2 separate regions of the Mus musculus genome follow, and region 1 is linked to region 2. Evidence: chromatin contacts called from public HiChIP or PLAC-seq data. All regions are on one chromosome and are shown on one strand. The core of a region is the stretch at or near the end of the contact, and the rest is flanking DNA. Distances in the headings are between cores, read along the strand shown. Region 1 has its middle 3.5 kb from the start of Gm38915. Region 2 overlaps Ptpro (protein tyrosine phosphatase, receptor type, O).

The links. HiChIP or PLAC-seq counts read pairs in DNA pulled down with a chosen protein or histone mark.
Region 1: a contact with region 2 is called in an H3K4me3 HiChIP or PLAC-seq map of embryonic basal ganglia, with 3 times the contacts expected there. The contact joins two enhancer-like sites. A contact is called at or near these places in 13 of 39 promoter capture datasets (the C10 cell line, the HPC-7 cell line, cranial neural crest and 8 more), 7 of 484 Hi-C or Micro-C datasets (the C2C12 cell line, ECoMG-derived neutrophils, the HPC-7 cell line and 4 more), 6 of 115 datasets of contacts at active chromatin or transcription factors (bone marrow-derived macrophages, embryonic basal ganglia, embryonic stem cells and 1 more) and 1 of 9 other capture datasets (embryonic stem cells).

The regions. Positions count from the first base shown.
Region 1 is chr6:137,696,723-137,702,509 of GRCm38.p6, reverse strand. No RefSeq gene overlaps it. Among named protein-coding and RNA genes, the nearest start is that of Gm38915, 3.5 kb to the left of the region's middle. Within about 2 kb of position 2,864, at least 5 of the 459 cell types and tissues checked have an H3K27ac peak or open chromatin away from gene starts, as enhancers often do. A contact at or near this core is called in embryonic basal ganglia, where this site is marked.
Region 2 is chr6:137,434,789-137,440,622 of GRCm38.p6, reverse strand. All of the region lies in intron 19 of Ptpro (protein tyrosine phosphatase, receptor type, O), which reads right to left. Among named protein-coding and RNA genes, the nearest start is that of Gm52924, 160 kb to the right of the region's middle. Within about 2 kb of position 2,467, at least 38 of the 459 cell types and tissues checked have an H3K27ac peak or open chromatin away from gene starts, as enhancers often do. A contact at or near this core is called in embryonic basal ganglia, where this site is marked.

The DNA of each region.
Region 1 (5,787 bases), core at 1,615-4,114, 260 kb before region 2:
CCATACTCACCTTCCCTTCTCCTCTGAGAGAGTGGAGGTCCCCTACTTGGTACCTTGCCCTCTGCCCCCTGCCTCCGCCTCTAGCACATCAAGTCTCTGCCAGTGTTCGGTGCATTCTCTCCCACTGAGGCCAGACAAGGCACTCCAGCTAGAAGAACATATCCCACATACAGGAAACAGCTCTTGAGATAGCCCCGCTCCAGCTGTTCAGGACCCACATGAAGACCAAGCTGCACATCTGCTACATGTGGGCAGGGTTAGGCTAGCCCATGTATGCCCTTTGGTAAGTGGTTCTGTCTCAGAGAGCAACAAGAAACTTACCACAAACTTTGCAAGCTAAAACAATATGTATTAGTTCATTCCTCTGTAATGTAAAATAAACCCCTGTGCCCAGCAGTGATGCCTAGGGACCCACGTAGCTAAAATCAAGGGCATTGCCACAGGTCTTTTCCTGAGCAGAATCTGGTGACTATGGTTGGAGAGATGAGGCCTGACAGCTAGCATGATAGCGTATCATGTAAAGACACTTGTCACCTTAGCTTACAACCTGAGCCCGATTCCTGTGATCCACATGGCAGAAGACGGAAAGATTGGTTCTTGAATCTGAGGTCAGAAAAGCCTGAGATAGTTGAGGGGTGTGGCGTGGCATAGCATGGCATGGCGTGGTGTGGTGGTGACTAGGTCAGCTTTCCCTTGCTGGCATTTAGCAGAGCATTGACATCCATCCTGGACTCATAGAACTTCCCACGCTTTTGGTTTTGGTGGTGGTGGTCACACAGCCTCCTCTCTTCCAGCCAGCAACAGTGACTCTCACTTGTGTCCAGTGTCTCTCAGTCAAGGTCAGCCTCTTTGTAAAGATTCATCTAATTGGACAAACCAACTAGAATGCTCTCAGCATCTCAGTGCTGACCTCTTTGAGATCGTATTTACATCTACAAAAGGACTTCTTAGTGGTGCCTGGATTTGCACCTGATGGGATAACCGAGAGAAGATGGTGTGGAACCAGAGGGTGGGACTGTTGGGGAGCATCCTACATCATCTCTGCCAGAGGTCCATTGGGATCCCCAGTAACCGGGGGGGGGGGGGCTGTGTTCTGATAGAGATTGAGGAAGAATTGCTTCTAAGCTCACACAGTATATTAGCAGAATCTGTCTTTCTGGCCATTGAATTGAAGGTGTTCTGCTGCTGCTGCTGCTGCTGCTGCTGCTGCTGCTGGCTAGTGGAAGGAAAACTCTCTCACCTGTCCCTGTTCACAATGGAGTCACAATGCTTGACTGTCAAGACCAGTGAATGAGAGAATCCCCCAAATCCAGTGTCTGCTAAGACTAGATCTTTTGGTTTTTGATTTTGTTTTGTTTTGTTTTGTTTTGTTTTGTTTTGTTTTGTTTTGTTTTGTTTTGTTTTGTTTTGCTTTGCTTTGCTTTGCTTTGCTTTGCTTTGTTTTGTTTGAGACAGGGTTTCTCTGTGTAGCCCTGGCTGTCCTGGAACTCACTTTGTAGACCAGGCTGGCTTCGAACTCAGAAATCCGCCTGCCTCTGCCTCCCAAGTGCTGGGATTAAAGGCGTGCGCCACCACACCCGGTTTAAGACTAGATCTTATCTGATGTCTAATCCCAAGAATAGCATCCTCTCAGCATCCTTGTTTATTAGGGTCAGTAAAAGTCACATTTTCATCTCACACACAAGGAGCAGAGTTTCTAAAAGTAGTCGCTGAAGGTCATGTTATAATGTGTCCGTTACCAAAAGTGCTCAGTATTGTGGAAGAATTTTTAAATTAAGTGGATTTTTGAGAGTTCAGGGAACAGAACATTTGTCTGGAGCATTATCAAGGGTGCACTTTGGACAGCAGAGTCCACAAAAATGCCACCCAGTGGTTAAGACAGTATCCTTCAAACCCCAGATCTGACATATCACTGGAGGCTGAATCCTAGCTGTGTCCTGGATCTACTGCAACTTAACTTTTCCTTGCCTCAGTTTCCCTCTTCTTGAATTAAAGATGATGATTATATGCATCTCTGGGGTGAATATGAGGAGTAGGGAGGCACTGTGGTGACCAAAGCCAAGGGTACCATAATAGCATTAGCCGGTGATTTCTACCACTGTTTATTTACTTCTTGATGAATCTGATATCTACTATTCACCTACTTACTTAAATCTTGTGTCAAGCTTAGGTGTCTTTCCGCCATTTTCTTTTCATGGTATACTTTCTCTAACAACTGTACTGAGATGTAATTGTTGTCACTCGCACAGGAAGTTAGATATGTGCAGGGGTACCACCATCAGGATCAAGATAGCTATCAGAGCCAGTCAACTTGACAGATTTCAATGTATTTGTGAGTGTGTGTGTGTGTGTGTGTGTGTGTGTGTGTGTGTGGTGTTTATGCTAAGAAGTATGTACTAGCATAGAAACTCATTTAACAGTGTTAAGTGAAAGGAACCATTGTGTTACTTTGTAGAGCAGATCTGTAAAATGTACACGTCTCAAAATTTTCTATCATTAAGCAACAGCTTATGGAATTTTATATCATTAAAGCAACAGCTTCGCATTTCCCACTGCCTCTGGCTCTCACAACCATAGCATAGCGTTTGCTGCTCTAAGTTGACCTGGAAACCCTTCATGAACAAAGCCACACAATGTCTATGCTTCTGTGACTGGCTTATGAGGTTTCTCTCATGTGGGGATTTGGTATAACCTATCCACGTGAAGATCTGGAAACGCCTAACCGTGTGAAGTCTGATAAGGGCCATCCATGTGGGGATTCGGCACAGCCTGTTCATGTGAGGCGCTGCTACATCCTCTCCATTTTTAACAGCTCCCTCTCTATGTATTCGGTGGGGTGATGTGGTTATTCTGTGTTCTCTCATCATTATGCCAATTATACTTTTCAAACACTTTTAATTTGCAGTCTGCTAATAGGACTCTTGAGGAAAGTGAATGTTAATTAGGTCTCCAGTGACACATTTTAATTATACGTCTCATTCTGTAGCTGAGGTTCAATGGTAGACTGTGGTAGGGGGCAATCAACCATGGTGAACAACTGTATGGTCTGTAGTTATGTCTGTGGTAGCAGAAGACCTTGGGAATTTTCCTAGTCTGGATGTTAGAAGGAAGGAGACTTAAATTTACTGAATTAAATCGAGTTCTGTTTCGTTCTACCCCAATTATCTGGAAGTAAAATGAGGAAAACTTCACTCTCTATTCTGAGGCTTCAGAGTTGCTAGGGAAACAAGGCGCTTACAAGTTAGACAGACATAACAGAATATGTGATGAGGCAGCATCAAATTTGGTTATCTGAGAGATATGAGAATCCACAACATGTCTTTTTGTCACATTAGTTTAGTCCATGCCTGTTCCCGTGGGAGTCAATTCTGTCTTTCCAGCAATGGGGGTGCAGGAATCAAACTCAGGTTGTCAAACTTGGCATCGAGTGCCCTTATCCAGTGGATTATTATTATGCCAGACTGAGATTTCAAAGAAGAGAGAGCAGACTGGGAAGAGCACGCTAGAGCGACCCCAGATAGTGTTGGGTTGGTGGATTGACCCAGAGAAACTGAGTGCTGTGGAAACATTCAGGCTTGGATAATATCTCCAACACGGGTTTGCTTTAACTTTGATCATACTCTGTTTCCAAGACAGTAAGGGGTGACAAATGAAGGCTGTTTACTACTAGAGGACGAACACACTGGACTGCTATTCACTGTGAGCTATTCTGATCGTCATAGTCCAAAAGCATGGATATTACACTGTTTGCTTGAAATATATGGAAAATAATGACACATGAGGGATGGCCAATACCACAGACAAGATGTTCATACCAGTTCTAATTTTCTAGTTTTTTTTGTTTGTCAGTTTAAGGAAAACCTTAGTAATGATTTTCCCCCAGCCTTTATACACTAAAAAAGTGAAGCTATCCTAACATATAGTTACAAATAAACACAAAGGCAAGGGTAGAGAATATTAATTTCCCATTATCTCAAGAATGTCACAAAGTATAAAATATTTCCTCTTGTCTTTGAAGTATATCTGTTCTGAGGCACTCTGGGATCAACAATTTCTTTTAACTTCTACAATAGAGCTGTGAGGGGAAAATCATGGTTTACACATAGCTCCATTCTATTGAGTGACCCATTTGCAAAGCCACATTTCACTATGTGTGACAAGAGAAAGCATTTTAAATGGCTATTTATAGCTGGTGTTATATCATATGGGGCAATATTATTAGTCGAAAAAGCCAGTAATTGAATGTTGTAATTCATTCATTTATGACCTTACCATTTTGCAGCATTTTTAATAGCAATTTCTTTTACAAGCTATTACAAGTGGGTTGAAAGCTGGTTAGATATTCTTAAGAGTAGAAGTCTACTTCTCCCAGCTATAAATTCTTTATCTAGTAAACACAAGTTCATCTTGTGAGCTCAGAATAGGGAACTGAGCTTCTCTTAGGCTGTTTAGTTCATCTTGAATGTATCTCCTTTATAACTGAAGGAAGAACCATGCTTGTAAACGCTCCCTGAGCCCTTGAAAGCATCAGCAAGCACTGCTACCAGGAATCCATCCTGTACATAGCCCTGGGATCAGTATTGATTCTGACATTAAATAAATGGCCCCAATCTTTTTTTAAACACTCAAGGCTAAAAGTAATACAATCTCAAGGAAAAAGAGGGAAAATATAGGCATGGGGGATGGAGGGAAGCCAGGCTTAGATGCCATTGCATCAGCAAATGGCCTCATTGTCTTTGGAAGCTATAACTGGTCTCATCTCAGGCTGGAGAGAAAGGAGGATGAAGGTATTTTCGCATCCATGTCTAGTCTATCGAACTGGAGAGCTTCTTGCATTTTCGCTGAAGGTTGTACACTACCCAGAGAAGCCGATGGCACAAGGTTGCCAAAATTCAGCTCAGAAATTCAGCCTGGACTTGCCAATGTGTATGTCTTGCTGAAACTATGTCTGAATGAAGGAGTTTAGGGTTAGTTGCCTTTCTGCTACTAGGATGAGTGCCTGAGATGATCAACTTATGAAGGGTTTTGTCTTGGCTCACAGTTTTGGTGGTTGCAGTCCTTGAACCATTGACTTTGTTGTTTGGAGCATAAGGTGGTGTGGCACATCATGATGGAACATCACCTAGTGGACATAAAGTGAAAGAGCAGAAAGGAAACAATGCTGACCACACTATTCCCTGCACTTGAAGCCTTCCAGGAGGCTCTGCCTCTCAGTTATTACCACCAGCTCACCTGGGACTAAGCTTTCCAAAGTTAAGGACATACTTTTTGTTTAATTTCTCACTAAGGCTGTATCGACCAATGATGATTCTGCTGGCTTCCAGAGCCCAGGCACTAGCCTACCAAGAGAATCCTGAATGGCTGAGATAAAACCTCCTTAAGCTGGTTCCTCTACTGAAACGAGTGTCTCCTACTGTGTGAAAAGCTGCGCAGAGAGCCACGAGTTCTCTCAGCATATGCTGAAGATAATCCTCGCTCAACGCCTTCAACAGGGGAGAAAGAGGAAGTGTTCCAGCTTCACAAAAGGCTATTGTAGATGTCACTTCTCCCCTTCCTGTTATAGAATGTAAAGAAATATTTAGCTGCAAGACAAAACATGTCACTGGTCCTTGGCAGGAATCCTTATCACCTGCTAAATAGCTCTATTGTGTGACTGGCAAACACATTTTGTAATTCCATAGCTGACATCTCTATTCAAACCCACAAAGCTTTACTTTATAAAACTTCTCCGCCTTTCAAAATCTACTTCCTCTACCCTTTTGCAAGGCTCCAGGCAAATTCTACTTT
Region 2 (5,834 bases), core at 1,218-3,717:
AGCCTGACTGCAGTGAAGCACTGCCCACTGTGACATCTAGAGAGCTCAGGCTTCTCACACATCATTCGGAGATGTAGAGATCTGCGTGGGAGATGGAGGGAGGGAGGCTCAGGAATGAACACAGGCTCCAGGATTATGATAAGGGGGGCAGCTCACGTAGGAGTCATTCATATAAACCTTTCCTATTTCGTGAGGAAATGTGGAGATCTGTTTTCTCATAGAGATAAGCCTCAAAGAAGAAGTGAGAGGGTGGAGCGAGGACAGGAAGCAATCTCCTCACTGTAAAATAGTGGGTTAACAGTCTCTAAATACTGGTGATGGGACCCGTAGAACAAAGATGGATCGGCATGTGGAGGCAAGCCCTAGAACGGAAGGCAGCACACTGGAGAGACATCTGTCGACCTGTTGGGTGTCTTTACCATCGCCCTTACCCCAGCAAGCATTAGTGATTTTCCTATAAGCAGACAACCAGTGCAGTTCAAAAGATTAAGTGACTGTAAGAGGCATTTCAGCTGTTTATCCCTGTGCTTTATTTAAAAAAAAAAAGTGGTTGTATACTCCCAGGTGTCCTACAGTCCCATTCCTATTGGAATGGTAGTTTCTGGGCTTGTACCATATACTACTGAAGGAGCAAATCTAGCAATATCCTGAAAGACTCCAAGATGCATTTTTATTGTTTTTATTTTATGTATGTGTCAATGCAAGTGAATGTGCTCTCTGTGTGTGTGTGTGTGTATGTGTATATGTGTGTGTGTGTGTGTGTGTGTGTATGTGTGTGTACCCTTGGTATTTGGCTTTACGTAACATAGCGTGAGTCATTTTTAGCTTCTTGAGGCTGTTGAGAAACCAGCTGCTATACATTTTGCTTGCACTTAATGAATCCAGTGTTTTGCATGTGTATGTATGTGTAATGATGTATTGGCATGTATGTGGGTGTGCCCGTGTGGTGAGGCAGAGGGCTATGGTGGCTTCCCTAATGGATCTTCACTTCATTTGCCACATTAGGGTCTTTGACTAAGCCAGTTAGCAAGGCTAGCTCACCAGCTTGTCCTGACCGTGCTTTGTCTCTGCCTCCTGAGTGCTACGATTACAGGTCACCCCTCTTGCAAGGCCTCTCCACAGGCATTGCTGATCTGAACTCTGAAGTTCTCGAACTTTACTCAAGGTAATCTGTTCCAAGCCCCAAAGGATGCAGCAAAGCACCCAAGTGTCACACTTCAAGTCTCTTCTCAATGGTTCCTTTAAGGAATTCGGAGCTAGAGGACTACTCTGGAAGAGGAATCTGTGGATCTCTGAAAGATTTTAAAGGGAAGAGACATTTAAGGGAAGAGACGTTGATTGAGAAGAGCGGCCCTCTCATCCTGTGTGTCTTGATTCAAGCATTCTTCACAGAGCCCATGCTCTGGGAATCCAGCTTTCGGTCCTGGGCCTCTTTCAAGTTGGAGATACTTGCTGTCACCCGATACTGGCCTGCACAGTTGCCATCAGCCTGGATGGAGCAACCTCAGTGGCCCAACTGTTTCTTTCTTGTTGATGCTTCATCAGTTTTTGCTTCTCAAGATTATAGAATCTTACACTGTTTGGGCTACGAGGTAGTCAGCCGTTCTTGAAGATGAACTGGCAAGTAGGTGCCTCAGTACAAATTTAAATTTTTCCCCATTTCAGATAAAAAAAAAAAAACCTTTGCACTAGTGTCCTTATAAAGCAGAAAACTGCCATTGTAATTGCACAAGTTTCTCATCAAGGTTTTCCAATGGCTTGCTATATTACTCTTGTGAGATAAACACAGACACACACACACACACACACACACACACACACACACACACACACACACAATCTCTAGTTTTGCAAAACTTAACCCAAATCAGCATTATTTTTTAAGGTTAATTAGAGTAATCATGAGCTTATTTAAATTATGGGTTTTTTTTTCTTCCATTGATTAAGATATTTTACAAGTGGAGTTTCTTTAGAAAGAACCATAAAGGATAATTTGTCCAAAAGAGATTATTTTTCAAAATATCTTCCTTAGTTGTGTGTGCCACTTATAAAGAATCGGTTTTTTGAAAGCAGCTCAAAAATCGTCAATGTAAGTTTAGCCATCCTCAGACAAATCTTACAACTTTCCCATCCTTTGCTGGCTTGTGTACTAGCAAATAGAATTATTAAACTCAACAAAGGCAAACATTGCCCCGTGAACACCAACTGTGAAGCATTCAAAGGTGGTGTGGTTGTGTTTGTTTTTGCTTTGCCTGACCTGGGTCTATAATGACTCCTTTCTTCGCCTTTGTGTGGACAGAGTCACAACTCTCCTCAGCTTTCCGCCAACAATTTGGACACAGACTAAAAAGCAACTCGGAAAGGCCTCGGATACAAAAGAAACCTTGGAAACAAACCCAGAGCTGGAGAGCGGGCTGAGCACGTGGACACTGACTCTCTAAGAGACCTGAAATTCAGTGCTGCGGTCCCAGTTGAAAATGCCCTAAGTTGGTAAGAGCTGCTTAATTGGCTGAACACTGTAAATGTAAATTAGCCAAGTAGAACTGCAGCGGAGCCTGAGCCGGCCCGAAGCTGGGTGTACAAGCGAGCAACTCTGCAGGCTTTGTAATTTAGCTTGTCACCCAATGGAAAACCAAACAAGGTCTCAGCTCAGGTCACTCTGCAGGGAGTTTCCCTCGAGCCATAGAGACACCGCAGAGGCTTAAATCTTCATTACAATAAAGTGTAGGGGTGACGGGCTGAAGCCACATAAATCATTTTCCAGTTTCTGTTTGCCCATTTTGCTTCGGATATAATCAATCATGTTTTTTATTTACTGGAGACGTCCCCATGGGTTGAATGGTGTTCTCCAAGGAGCTGTGTCCATGTCACAACCTATGAATGTGGACCTTTTGTAAAAGTCTGTGGGGATAAGTCACTCTGTATGGATTGCCAGAGGAGAAGCCATGTAGAGACTGGTTAGAGTCTGGCTTGATGTAGCTGCCAGTGGAGGGACACTTGGGGCCACCCAAAACTGAGCAAGGTACACAAGTGCTCTCCCCGGAGGCTCCAAAGGGAGCGTGTTCAGCTCCTGAATCTGAACTTGGAGAGCACAGATCTATTGTTTCAAGCCAAGAGCACTGTAATGACTTCCTAGAGCCTAACAGAGTCACCAAGCCCAGTGGCCATCTATATTGGGCCAGAGACAGTTGAAGCACCCAACTCCAGAGAAAGAAAGTAAAAACATGCACTGTGTATGTGTATATGCCTCTGTGTTTGTGTGTGTGTGTGTACTGCCACAACTAAACATCACAGAGTTGAGGTTTTAATCAAAAGATGCTATTATTTTTCATAGTCATGGGGGCTGAAAAGCCCCAAACCAAGTTGCCAACAATGTAGATTTCCTTGTTAATCTTTGGCTTGTAAGCAGCTGTCAGCTCTGTGTGTTCCCATGTCTTATCAACGTGAAGCTCAGGGGAAGAAGAAGATGGCAAACTCACTAGTTTCTCTTATATTAAGGCATTAACCTCACCACTAGAATCCCAGCTCCTTTACTCTGTGCATCTTAATTACCTCCAAAGGGCCTCATCCTTAAATACTGTCAACGAGGCAAGGCCTTCCATGGATTGGAAGAACACAGTCAGCCTGTAAGGCAAGCATAGGATTTTAGAGCTAGCAACACCATCAGCAGATTGTGGTACTTAGCACTGACCTTGGAACAGACTGGGCGTTAGACGCAAGGCATTCGGGCCAATAGATCCCGTGTCCACAGGGAAGACAAAGGGGCGGGGGTAAGGGGGTGGGGGAGAGCAGAGGGCCCATCTGCAGCAAGCTAATGGCACAATAGAATTGTGGTGTGTGCTTATCTTCAGGTGACCATGAAGGGGGATGAAGAGAGTAAGCTCTCATCCAGTGCAGCACTGTATGGGCCTTCTGAGGCTGTTGGAATAAGGTGCTACAAATATGGTGACTTTGAGTTGAAAATCTTCATTCTCATCCACTCCTATTATCCGTAGGTTTGGTCTTCTTATTGTGTCCTGGATTTCCTGGATATTTTGAGTTAGGATCTTTTTGCATTTTCCATTTTCTTTGATTGTTGTGTCCATGTTCTCTATGGAATCTTCTGCACCTGAGATTCTCTCTTCCATCTCTTGTATTCTGTTGCTGATGCTCAAATCTATGGTTCCAGATTTCTTTCCTAGGGTTTCTATCTCCAGTGTTGCCTCACTTTGAGTTTTCTTTATTGTGTCTACTTCCCTTTTTAGGTCTAGTATGGTTTTGTTCATTTCCATCACCTGTTTGTATGTTTTTTCCTCTTTTTCTGTAAGGACTTCTACCTGTTTGATTGTGTTTTCCTGTTTTTCTTTAAGGACTTGTAACTCTTTAGCAGTGTTCTCCTGTATTTCTTTAAGTGAGTTATTAAAGTCCTTCTTGATGTCCTCTACCATCATCATGAGATATGCTTTTAAATCTGGGTCTAGGTTTTCAGGTATGTTGGGGTGCCCTGGACTGGGCGAAGTGGGAGTGCTGGGTTCTGATGATGGTGAGTGGTCTTGGTTCCTGTTAGTAAGATTCCTACGTTTACCTTTCGCCATCTGGTAATCTCTGGAGTTAGTAGTTATAGTTGACTCTGTTTAGAGATTGTTCTTCTGGTGATTCTGTTACCGTCTATCAGCAGACCTGGGAGACAGATTCTCTCCTCTGAGTTTCAGTGCTCAGAGCACTCTCTGCTGGCAAGCTCTCTTACAGGGAAGGTGCGCAGATATCTTGTGTTTGGACCTCCTCCTGGCCGAAGAAGAAGGCCCAAAACAGGACCTTTCTCAGAAGCTGTGTTGCTTTGGCAGTTCCCAGAAGCTGTCAGCTTCTGTGGTGCAGACTCTCACCTGTGCAGACTAAATTCCTAAGTTCTGCGGAGTCCTGGAACCCAGATGGCGACCGCTGCTGCTGAGGCTGAGGCCGCCTCCCGAGCCAGGCGGACACCTGTCCTCTGGTCCGGATGGTGGCTGGCTGTCTGTGGCCCGCAAAGGGTGCTGCCTCAGCGGCTCTGTGCTTCCGCCTGTCCCAGAAGCAGTCCGGTTCTCTGGCGCACCCTCTCACCTGTTCAGACTAATTTCCTAAGTTCTGCGGAGTCCCGGAACCAAGATGGCGACCCAAATATGGTGACTTAACACCAAACAAATTTATTGTTTCCTAGCTCTGGAGTGCACAAATCAAAACCCCAGGTATCAGCAGGACCACGCCCCTTCTGTGATGGCTGTGGTGAGGATATCTCGTTCGTTTTCATTAGCTTCTAATTGGACATTCACCTACAGCTCAGCCGCATATAGTATGATCTCTTAACCTTTGGCCATTTTAACTATCTCCATCTATCATGGTCCTATCTGAGAATGAGATATCATCCTGTGGCAGGTAGACAATGGGACCTCGGCAGTTATGTGTGGACAGAATTTGATGCATCACACAAACCTCGAGGAAAGCATACAGTGCAGACGGGAGTCTGATGGGTGGGTAGTAGAAGGGTAGAGATAAAAGATATCAACCCCCTGGATGTCTACAGTAGCTCTCAAGGATGGGGAGACCAAGATGCAACTCATTAGGGATGGTACACAAACCAATGCCGCAGTGCTAGGAGAGGCTCTTAGGAAAAGATCAAATTCTAGGACTGAGGGGATAAGAGGGAAAAGTCAAGGCTGGGAGCAAAGCTCTTGTAACCCCAAGTGATGGGGGGATTTGAGGTGATGTAAGAGGCAGGCTGAGGTGGCATCACTATCGAGAAGAGTCACTTGTACAAGTTGTAGGATGCTGCACAGTTGTATGTATAGTCATATTTCTGAACAAAGAGCGTGAGGGCCTCC